Linked DNA regions of Zea mays: region 1 is linked to region 2. A link is a contact called in public Hi-C data. All regions are on one chromosome and are shown on one strand. The core of a region is the stretch at or near the end of the contact, and the rest is flanking DNA. Distances in the headings are between cores, read along the strand shown.

Region 1 (5,446 bases), core at 1,140-3,639, 360 kb before region 2:
TGTGGTAAGGCTAAGGTAGACCCTTTAGGATGTTTATCACTTAATTATAACCTTGATTCATAAGCATGGTGACCTTTGCCCATAATAATTCACATGTGATAATAGGTTTAAGAGTAGGTGTTGAGTAAAACCCTAGAGCTAACACCTGAGGTGTTACATAAACCTTCCACCAGAGTCCTCTAATAAGTTTAGGAAGATTTGAGGGTCGTCCCCTTGTGGTCGTGATAAACACTATGGTTGTGACTTGATGGCATGCAACTTCTTCACTACTAACAATGCCTCCATTTGACTAGAGGAGATGGTGATAATACTATTGGGTCATGGCATCTTGTCAGGGATAAGAACCTCGTTCACTACAGCACATCGGTCAGCGAGAGAAGAAAGGAAACGTCTGCCCTGGAAGCACCCGCCCCTAGATGAACCCCACGACACCGAGCTCGGGGTCAGGCATGGCGAAGCTAAACAGGGGCCTAGTGAACCGAAGGGAAATCACTCGAGTGGATCCCTCACCCGGTCCAAGACCGACCCGCCATAAGTGACTAGCCACATTAACTACGCCGGCGCCAAGCCACGATGAAGCGTTGTTCCGCCACCCACTCATGGCCTATGAGCCCCTTGGGTTGCAGCGCACTCATAACCTACGAATCCCTCAAATTGTGATGAATTTATGGCCCACACGCCCCCAGCCTGCGACTTATTCATGACCTATCGGGACTATGCCTGAGTGCGCAGACTGCCTCCAGGGCACAACAAGACAAGTCGCGCAGAGGCTCAGGCTATGAAGGCCAGGGGTCGACATAGATCGAATGATGGTGCTCGGGCCCCACACTGCTCACATTGTTCGCTATAAAGAACATGAGACAAACAGGCGACCCCGAGGCTCACAGACGCATGTAGTTTTACCGAGGTAGGATGCTCGGTTTTACCATGGCCCGATGACTCCTTATTGAGGAAGCCACCACTAGCCGACCCCCTCATCAGCCTATTAAATGAGGAGGTCCGCCCCGTCACACCTGATTTTAAAGGAAAAACCGAATGCATAGCATATGTATGCCAGGAACTATTTCCACACATATGTTGACGTCACAAGTTTAATATATCAAAGGAACAATGCATGACAGTGTAAATAAAGATTATAATAACATATTACACTCGAATCTGAAAGGGAAATAGACTTAAACATTTCCTATAATCGTTTTTGGTGTTTGACGTCCATCACAAACCACGTGGACTAACTAGTTTGCCTAGTTGATCATTTCTCAGGTGCATAAGTTTATCTACAACTATTCTAAGTCGACTGTTCGGAATACCGTAGATTATTCCGGACATGAGAAGATTTTTTTGAAAAATACCTATGCGCGGACCGTCCGGCCCCTTGCGTATGACCGTACGCGACACCAGGGTGAGCCTCGGGCAGGAACACTGCAAAAACACAAGTTAACACTGCGGGCCGTCCAAAGGAGAAGCAAGCACCGTCCGAGACCAAGCGCGGACCGTCTGGCATCAGGCGCGGACCGTCTGATCGTTTAAAACTAGAAAAACCCGAGAATTGACGGGTTCGGTAAAATGCATTTTTAGCGTCCACGTGGACCATCCGGGGTGCACGACCGGACCGTCTACGACTGCTTTATCCGACATCTGACGACGCATTAAATGCTGTATATCCGTTGATATAGCCGTTACTGCTGACCGTTGCGATTTTAGCCGTTGATGTGCAGGGGCGGACCGTCCAGACCAGGAGCGCGGACCGTCCGCGCTCAACAGAATTGGAGCAACAGCTATGAAGTGGTTGGCGGCTATAAATACAACCCCAACCACCTCCATTCAACACATCCAAGCACTCCACTCATTCACATTCAATACAAGAGCTAGCAATTCAATCCAATACACACTCAAAGCTTCCAATCTCTCCAAGTCCCATAATTAAGACAAGTGATCATTAGTGCTTAGTGAATTGAGATAGTGTGATCCGTGTGTTATTTGTCACTCTTGTTGTTTGGTTTAATGTGTTTTCTAGGTGATCAAGTAAAATTTTCACATAGGTACACCTACCCTTTTTTAAGTTTTAAGCATCATACCCACGGTTAAGGTGGTAAGGCGAGGTAAAGCGGTCGACTTCCTTTTTAACTTTTAAGCGGTAAGGCGAGGTACTAGCATGTAAATATAGAAATATATAGGAATATAATCTTAAATAGGTTTATTGATTTAATAGAGAAGTAAAAAAAAAGAAAAAAAGAAAACAGTTAAGATTAAGGTTATATGGGCCACCAGTTTCCCGGTCCATGCTAAACTCACCCTGCAGCCGCCACCTCATGAACTCACCCTGCAGCACCCTCAGGCCTCACCGCCTCAGCTGCCACCCTCACCCTGCATCCGAGAGAGAGAGAGGAGAGTTGCCGCCGGAGGGAGGAGGTCGCCGCGGAGGGGAGGGGCTCGCCGGTAGGGGACATCGCCGGCGCCTGGAGAGCTCGTGGAGGGGACAGCCACCGTCACCGCCAGGAGACAAGCGCCGCCGCCGCTAGGAATCAGGAGACAAGCGAGCGCGATGGTGAGCTCCGCACTGAGGCGCTGTCTCCCCTGCCATGCCTCTCTCTGTCATGCCTTCCCTCCCCATCCGCTGCTGGCCGCTGCCGGCGTCTTCCGTCGTTCATTCCAGTCCGGTGAGCATCCAACCCTCTTCTGTTCCTGTTCCTTCCTGGCCTCCCATGAGTGGTATCTCTTGAAACAAAAGATACCACACATGGGAGGTACTCGTGCTGTGTGATGCCCATAGTTGTTATACTTGCGTACCTTTCCCTAAAGTTGGTTATAACAGTAAGTTGAATTGAATGACCCTGGACATCTAGATCTGATGTGAATTTTGTCTAGCTTTCTCGAGCTAAAGACCATCATTTCCTTATACTTCTGGTGTAATAATGCTTTAAGAGTGAAGAATTGACTCTTGAATAGTCTCAATCAAGCCGATTTTGATATGCCTTTCTGGTTTGACTGTTTCTGTGCAGGGGATGGTGAGACTATGGACGAATTCGAAGAACGGTTGTTTGGGGGCAAGGACACAGACAAAGGATCACTCTACGAGAAGCTCGATAGGGCTGAGAACACTGGTAGGAGATACAATTTTGGGTTGTCCAAGGGTGGTTTCACTAGGTTAAGTGACAGTAGCAGCTCTGGTTTCCCTGGGTTTCCTGCATCTAGCGACAGGAGCAGTTCAGGATGGATGGATGGTTATGATTCTTTTAATGATGGCTTAAATGATACAATTGCTAATGCGGCACGCAACATCCAAATGGAGGAGGACGAGGACGTCGACGGTGACTGGGAAGATGACTTTGAGTTCAGGCCTGATGTTCGGTTTAGGCGAGGTTCAACGTATTCTGTTCGGGTAAGCAGTAGTTTGGTTTGTCAATAAATAGACAAAATTATCCGAGTTGTCTAAAATCTTTTGCAACCTATATGTTTTTGTTATCTACTTATCTTGTGCAAGCATTCATGAATTAGTGTATAAGTGTGTGGGCTAGAAATGTCTGCTATGCTAAAATCACAGTAAAAATCGTGTGTTTTACTATCAGATATTTGTTAACAAAATGAGAATTTCATTTCAAATACGCGGAAATACTCTTTATAATACCAATATACCATGTGTACTTTACAAATTTCTTTCTTCATTTATTAGTTTATTTGCTGATCTGCCCATGTGTGGTTGCTATTATAATGCCTTATTTCATTCAATCTGACAAGTGTAGGACCTTGACCTTAGAAAACCTGCAGCCGCAAAGAACCCTCCTAGACGACAGTTTGAAACAACTACAGCGGAGGTACTGAAGAAGGCTGATTTTAGGGTGAGTATGTCTGCCTGAACACAAGGAAAATTACTATGGTTGCTATTTTATATTGAAATTTGTATTTTGCTGTGGTCTATGGCTTTGTAAATTCTAGGGCTGCTAGGTAACAAAAAGTTCAGGAACACAAGGAGTCTATGCTGACCTCTTTTGTGCCACAAGTCTATGTTGATCTCAAAATCGTACTTTGTTTTTTTTTTAAATTAGAGGTCATAGCCTTGATGGCACCGCCCAAAATCCATTACAAATTTACTGTCAATATATGAATTTCCCTAAAATATCTTCATATGTATGTCTAGAGCATGACTAGTAATCACTGCTAAGTGCTAACTTTAAACATGTTTGGTCTGACATTTTCTTCTGATTTTACTACTTATGTTTGAATTTAGCAAATTCAAGACAGTTCATTGCAATAAAGTACATGCTAATCACTGTGCAACAACGACACCAAAAGCCTTTCAGTCCCAAGCAATTTGGATCATATAACATAGTAGGTCTTATGGTCGTCCTATAAAACTTGCCTTTTAGACGATGCTTGATAATCACTTGCCCAACACCTCGCCCTGCTAGCCCCATTACCTGATTTGGCTGCTGCAGCCACCATCGTCATGGTAGGGGGGGGGTGCCCCATATGACATCTGTCGACATTTGAATGGAAGGTCATTGTCGGCTCGACCTATGTTTCAATTGCAACGAAAAGCGAGCGCAGTCACAACTGCATGTGTCAGTGTCTGTTCTTGTTGGACTTGGCGGAGGCCAACAAAACATTGAAACGCTCATGGGTGGAGTTTTGACTTTTAAACATAAGAAAATATCAATATATCACAATTTGCGGTGGCGGACGAGTGGATGAGAGCAGGGGAGCACTAGAGCAGAACGACGATGGCGCCACAGTGGATGGACAACTAGCCACATAGTCGCAAGACAAAGACCAGTTTGGGGCTGCGCCCGCCACCTCGCTTCCCCTGTCTCCTCCTGGAGCCGGCGAATAGTCGGGAAGGCGGGACCTTTAGCGGCGGGACTACAGATGTGAGCACATGGTGCCGTCGGGTCTTGAGCGAGTATGATAGGGCAAGCATGTGGGGCGGACTGGACTGGGCCCAAAGAAGCTAAATTTTCACTCTGGTGTGTATGAGGAGGACTAAAACACTTCAAACGTTGCGTTTTATGGTTTACGACCATTAAACACTAAAACACGACATTTTACAGATGCAAAACGTCGGTTAAGGCCTAGTCCTGTAACATTTTAGCGTCTTAGCCTTTAATCAGCGTTTTGGCGTTTAAACGTTGTTTAAACGATGTTTAAATAACTATGCGAACGATGACGATGTTGTCTTCCACGACCCCCACACTATGTAGTCACTGTCGCATATATCGCTCCATGTGATCATGGGCGTCCGCACCAGCGACACCATGCGAGTGCACCTCCAAATGGACCACATTGGGCTCTGCGCCCACATCGACTTGGGATCGTCGCACAACTTCATTGTTGAGGAGGCCGTCTGTCGCACTAATCTCCCCATGGTCTACTGTGGCTCCACATCTGTCACGGTGACCAATGGCGAGTGTCCCCATGCATTGGTGTGTCTCGAGGGATGTCTTTCTCC
Region 2 (5,995 bases), core at 1,008-3,507:
GAATCATAAAGAATACGAAGGATTACATAGATAATTATATCTTATTATCAATTTATTATTATTGCAGAGAAATAGAAATAATATCGAATTACAAATGTACCTTCAACTTGGAAGGGAATGAAAGTACAAGTGTGACGCAAAAGTAAATGCCAAATCAGCGTGAACAGTACGGGGGTACTGTTCACCTATTTATAGGCACGGGACACAGCCCATACAAAATTACATTCATGCCCTTTACATTTGATAATAATTCTATAGTAATCCACCGAGGTCTAAATAGCCTTTTCATCTTTAAGTCGGTTTCATTTTCTGCTACCACGCCGAAGCTTTCCCGCTCACATCTTCGGCGCTGTATCAACCTTCGTATTGTTTTGGGCTTCTCCTACTGTGATACCGACTCGAGTCCGAAGATACCTGTTCACACATTATACTCCAGAAATACTGTTAAATCCTGTTTTTGAGGACCTTCGTAAGCCGAAGGTCCCCAACACCATCCCTACTAGCAAGATCACAACAAGCTTTGAACTCTTCAATTCTTCGTACATGAATAATAAATATCCTTAATTGATCTTTTATAGTCTTGCGATCATCAAAAGAAAAATCATCAGAATAGATATCCGCGAGCCACACAAACTTATCCACATCAAACTTAGAGAACGAATCCCTTAGGTCAAGACATGAAAAACACACAAGCAACTCTTGAGATAGCTTATTAAAGTGATGATCGAACTATGTGGTGATAGAATCTATAGCAGCATAGAAAGTATCAACTGGATAAAAATGCTCTGTGGTATGCTATTAGGCCCACCAACATGTTTTGGAAATGTCGTATAAACATTTCTCCATTCTGAGAAGCCAACTTTTGTAAAGGCATCATGGCAAAATATATCATCCATTTGATCAAGCTTAAAAAGGTAACAATAGAAGCAATAATCCTTATTCTTCTCCACACTACATTCCAACCAACTATGTTGTCTAAACCAATGTTTTTGAAAGCTCCTTTTGTAATGTGACTGAGAAAAATTATGACCAATTGGTTGAGTCGGACCTTTATCTATCAAAGCCCTTATAACATCATCTCTAATATTAGGAGCAAAATAATCGATTGGAATACGAAGTCTCGGATCAGAAATAATGTGATCCGGGTTGAACCGATTTATACCTTCGACTTGACCATTAATATTTTCGCCATTGGCATCTGGAATACGTCCATTCTCTTCTAGAACATGTGCAACTTCTTCACTATTATTCTCTTGAACTCCAACTTGTATTTCGGGTTCATTGCAAACTCCACTAGCGTGAGTGCTTGGTCTACTTCCACTAGAAGCTTGACTGAAATAGCTCTTCACATCTATCATTTTACGAAGCATATAACATGTATTGCATAACTAGAAGACATTACAATAGGGAGTGTTCACATAATAAAGAGATACTTTTTGGGCCACATTCTTTGCCTTGTTTTTGTTTCTATCCATGTCTGATATTTGGAAATTGAAAAATCTGCAATGAAAAATCTATTAGATTAGGCTCGTTGTTTTGTTTCTATTTAAATTGAAAAATCTGCACAATGAAAATTGGAAGACATTACAATTTACAACCCTATCATACCAGGATCCAGACGACCAGGCGTGTGGCGGTCGAGCATCCTATGTGGCTGCGTCCAGGTGGGCGGCGGCCAAGCGGCCAGCCGGCCAGGCGCGTGGCGGTCGAGCGTCAGGCGGCCCGACGGAGCCGTGGTCCACGAAGGCGGCCAGGCCGCAGGCAGCCGCCACGTCGGTGCGGGACGCCTCGTTGGGCTGCTCGCCTACTCTGCTTGACTACCTCTACTCCTGGTCCACTCGGAGACGTGGCTGGCGGCTGGCGCCCATACTGGTGCCTGGTTGCCCTAATCTCTTACTAAGTCGGTCTAATGTATTACCCAGGCAATACTGGACCATACTGGGCCCTACGCCTCTGTTGCTGGCCATGACGCTAAAAATAACAGACTTCAGTGCCAGCGACGACAAATAAAGCTGCAATCCATCGTTGGGCTGAAAAAAAACTGTTCGTTTCAGATTAAAGTCGGTTATTTGAACTACTGCAACTGTAATCTATAAAGACAAAAATATTATATAAGCAGTAGAAGCTGTTACGGATTAAAGCCAAGTGAGCTGGAAGGGACAAATGGAAACGCAAAGAAGCAAGAAGCCGAGAGTTGTTGGATGTGTAGCAAAGCAAACGGCACATATGAAGCGACTGAAGAGGCAAGTCGAATCGCGTGACCGTTCCCCTTCGGCAGCGTCCTCCGCGTGTCTGTCCTCCGCGTGTCTGCTCGTTGCGGACACGGCCAAACTGAATTTTAATGACAGCTGATTTGGTGATCAGTAATCTCAAACAATATAAATTAATTATCTATTTGGTACTAACATTATATGCTAATTAGAATTTTATGTAACAAATTATTGATGGGTTGAGCCGCGAGCCGTAGCGCCGAGCCGGCTGGCTCTTTTCACAAGCCACAAAACAGGCTCGACTCGGGCTCGTTCGGAGCGTCGAGTCGAGTTGCTGCGAACCCAAGCCAGCTCATTGAGCTCAAGCCTTTTTCAGCTCTAGTGTTTGACATGACTCTATAGTAGAACTCCAAGCAGGAATTGGCAAGAGCATGTTAAACATCTTAACTCATGAGTTGCAAACTTCGTGGAGTTTTCAATGTTGTAGTACAGTTTTTTTATAGTACCTCTTGCTGCTCCGAAAACTTTAAAAGCAACATAAGTATAGAGTTTGGGATTATTTACCCGCCACTACCATAGATTATGAGAAAACAATTTAAACTCTATAACAGAGTTGCTCCACCCAGAGTTTTGGAGTGAAGCTGCTCTGCAGTGAATCAGAGCCATACCACGTGAAACACTACAGAGAAGCTCTATTGAGGCGAAATGTCAGTTGCTCCACCGAGAACTACGGTTGTTTTAACTAAACCGCTAGTGGAAATCGATTTCCACTGGCGTTTGAGATAATAAAACGTCAATATTAATCTTTTCCTAAAAGCATAAATGAGGCTTTAAAATTAGCAAAACATATTTTTTTTATTTAGGCGGCCTTACTTGTGTCCGGCCCGTCCAATGAAGACGAAGTCACAAGTCACAAAATTTTTCGCGCACAATTTTACTCTACGCGGCCGGTGAGAATCGAACAGACGACCTCAGCCTCACGTGTACCCTCTTTTTCCAATCCACTCATCACTAATTTCGTGTCTATATTGCAGTTTTGTTGTCCACATATTATAACCAACTGAGTGTAAATTAATTATTTGAGGTCATAAACAAATTCAAATTAAAAAGTTGTCAACTATAAAGTTGATTAACTTTTAAAGTTCTACAGCTTTTATTTTGATATTTTCCCATCTAAGGCCTATTGCAAAATTTGTATTTTAAATTTGACAAATTTAGATGCAGTTTTTGAGAGCCGAAATGATTTCAAATAAAAAGTTGTCAGCTACAAAGTTTCATAACTTTTAGAGATCTATAACTTTTGTTATAACTTTTATTTTGGTGGTTTTTTCCATTTGAGCTCATTTGAACATCACAAAAAATCAGAATAAAAATGATTTGTAGTGGCAGTTTTATTATAAAAATGATTTGTAGGCCCCAGTGGCGGTGGTGGTCGCACGAGGCTCGAACGAGTGGGCGACGACTGCACGAGGTGCGAGCGGCGACGTGCGACGACTGCAGGATATGTGTGTGGTGGCTCGACCAAGAGATGGCGGCCCGATCAAGCGAGGGAGGTGTCCCTGGTGTCTGGATCCCCGATAGCTCGATGAGGAGGTGGCGGACAATTCAGTGAGGATTTATGTTATATATGTCATTATTTATGCTATATCTGTAACTATTTTACAACGAAATCTAGAGTGCGTCCATCATTGTATCGCATGCCATATTTTCGCATGCGCACAATGGAAAGGGAATACCTTGATTTATGGTGTCTGTGAATGGCATAAAAAATCAAATTCTCTAATCAACTCCCCTAATCAAGTCCTCCAATCAAATCCCTTGATTTATGGTGGTCGCATGAATGTGGAGAAGTGTTGATTGGGAGTGAATCAACATTCACACTATATCTAACACTATTGACATTCAAACTTGAAATTTTTATGATCATGATTCGTCCCTCACGTTGGCTCAGTATTTACGGTCAAAACTAAGCATTTTTACGCTCAAAACCAAAGTACACTCGAACCTACAGTGCGTCCACCAGTGTACCGCATGTCATATTTTACGCGTGCATATTTAAAAGAGAATCCCTTGATTTATGGTGTATGTGACTACCGTAAAAAAATCCCTAATTAAATCTCCTAGTCAAAATCCCTTGATTTATGATAGCCACATGTACGTGGGGCTATTGGTTAGGAGTGAATCACCATTTACTCTATATCTAACACCATTTTTGCTCAAATTTAAGGATTTTTACGATCATAAATACAACACATCGGAGTTATCAATGTCTCTTACATTGACTTGATATTTACGTCAAACCTAAGATTTTTATGCTCAAAACTAAAGATTTTAATGCTTAAACATGAAGTGCGTCCATCAGTGTATCACATGCCATATTTTCCATATGCACAGTAAAAAGAGAATTCCTTGATTTATGGTGTTTGTGACGGTCTAAAAATTAAATATTCTAATCAACTCCTCCTAATTAAATCCTCTAATCAAATCTCCAAATCAAAATCCCTTAATTTATGGTGGACGAATGGCCGTGGGAGGTTGTTGTTTTGTAGTGAATCGACATTTACGTTATATGTTACACTATTTATGCTTAAATTTGGAGATTTTTACGATCATGTATACAACACATCAGAGATATCAACGTCTCTCACGTTGGCTTGGTATTTACTGTCAAAACTGGGGATTTTCACTATCAAATCTGACGATTTTTACGCTCGAACATGGAGTGCATCCACTAGTATATTGCATGCCGTATTTCCCGTGTGCACAAAAGAGAATCCCTTGATTTATATTGTCCTTGATTGCCATAAAAAAATCAAATTTCTTATTCAACTCTCACTACCTGCTATAATTTTAGGAGCTGCTGTAAAAATAGAAACCATATGTATGTTCTGATTGGTTGCCATAATTTTTGTATCTACTGTAGGAATAGAAACTGCATGCATATGCGTGGTGAAAGTACACGCCCCGCATGTTATATCTAGTAGAGGACGCGTCTAGTTAAGGTTTAAACTGTTGGAAGCCGTGAGCTCTCAATAACCTTCCATGTTACCAAACGTTATACACACGAGTAAAGAATTTACAATAATTATAATTGTCTGCTGGGCCACATCTGTCATCTTGTATCAACAGCATCACGCGCCAAGTCGCCACGCCAAGGGCCAAGGCCCAAGCCCAAGACGTGTAAAACCTGAGAACCAGAGTCTTGAGGAGTGTGAGTGGGGTTGTTGGTGTTAAGAAACTCTAAGAAAGGATTACGTACCGAATATATTTTTGAATGGTCTCACGATCTCTATATATATATATAACATGTACCCTCTCATAATTGTCAATACAGAAATAGGCCAAAGGTCAAACCCTATATCATGTTTCTTGTGTGTTTTCACTGTCGTGTTTTTGGGAAGGAAGCGAGATCTACAGCTTCTCCGCACTAATCTGCTGACGGGAGGGAAGAAAGCGGATCTAGAGATCCATAATAACGTAGTTCTTAACCGTTGCAATCTGTCGTTCTGTCAGTCTGTCGCCCAGTGACCCACGGAGACAGAGTGGCCTCAGGTAAAACAACATTTTCCTACAGCGCTTGCGAGGTGCAGGGCTGCTACCTGCAGGTGCCCATTGGGTTGAGGGCTTGAGGCCTTGAGGATTGGGCTGCTTTAAAAAAAATGATGAGCAGTCAAAAATTCACAATTCTAGTGAGATTGCATGGTGGCATGGTGCATAGAAAACAGTGTGGAAATCTTGTTACAATGATCGCGTCACGCTGAGTACGACCATAGTATTATTATTAC

Evidence for each region. Hi-C and Micro-C count contacts between places; a contact is called where the count stands out from the background.
Region 1: a contact with region 2 is called in a Hi-C map of leaf, with 6 times the contacts expected there. The contact joins the promoter of LOC100191266 here to the enhancer-like site in region 2. A contact is called at or near these places in 2 of 25 Hi-C or Micro-C datasets (leaf and tassel).

The regions. Positions count from the first base shown.
Region 1 is chr3:157,721,330-157,726,775 of Zm-B73-REFERENCE-NAM-5.0, reverse strand. LOC100191266 reads left to right here and starts at 2,389. Exons shown (of 5, transcript NM_001136700.2): 1 at 2,389-2,660; 2 at 3,003-3,382; 3 at 3,744-3,839. The coding sequence starts at 2,546.
Region 2 is chr3:157,364,828-157,370,822 of Zm-B73-REFERENCE-NAM-5.0, reverse strand. No RefSeq gene overlaps it. Among protein-coding and RNA genes, the nearest start is that of LOC118476813, 50 kb to the left of the region's middle. Within about 2 kb of position 2,257, at least 19 of the 20 cell types and tissues checked have an H3K27ac peak or open chromatin away from gene starts, as enhancers often do. A contact at or near this core is called in leaf and tassel, where this site is marked.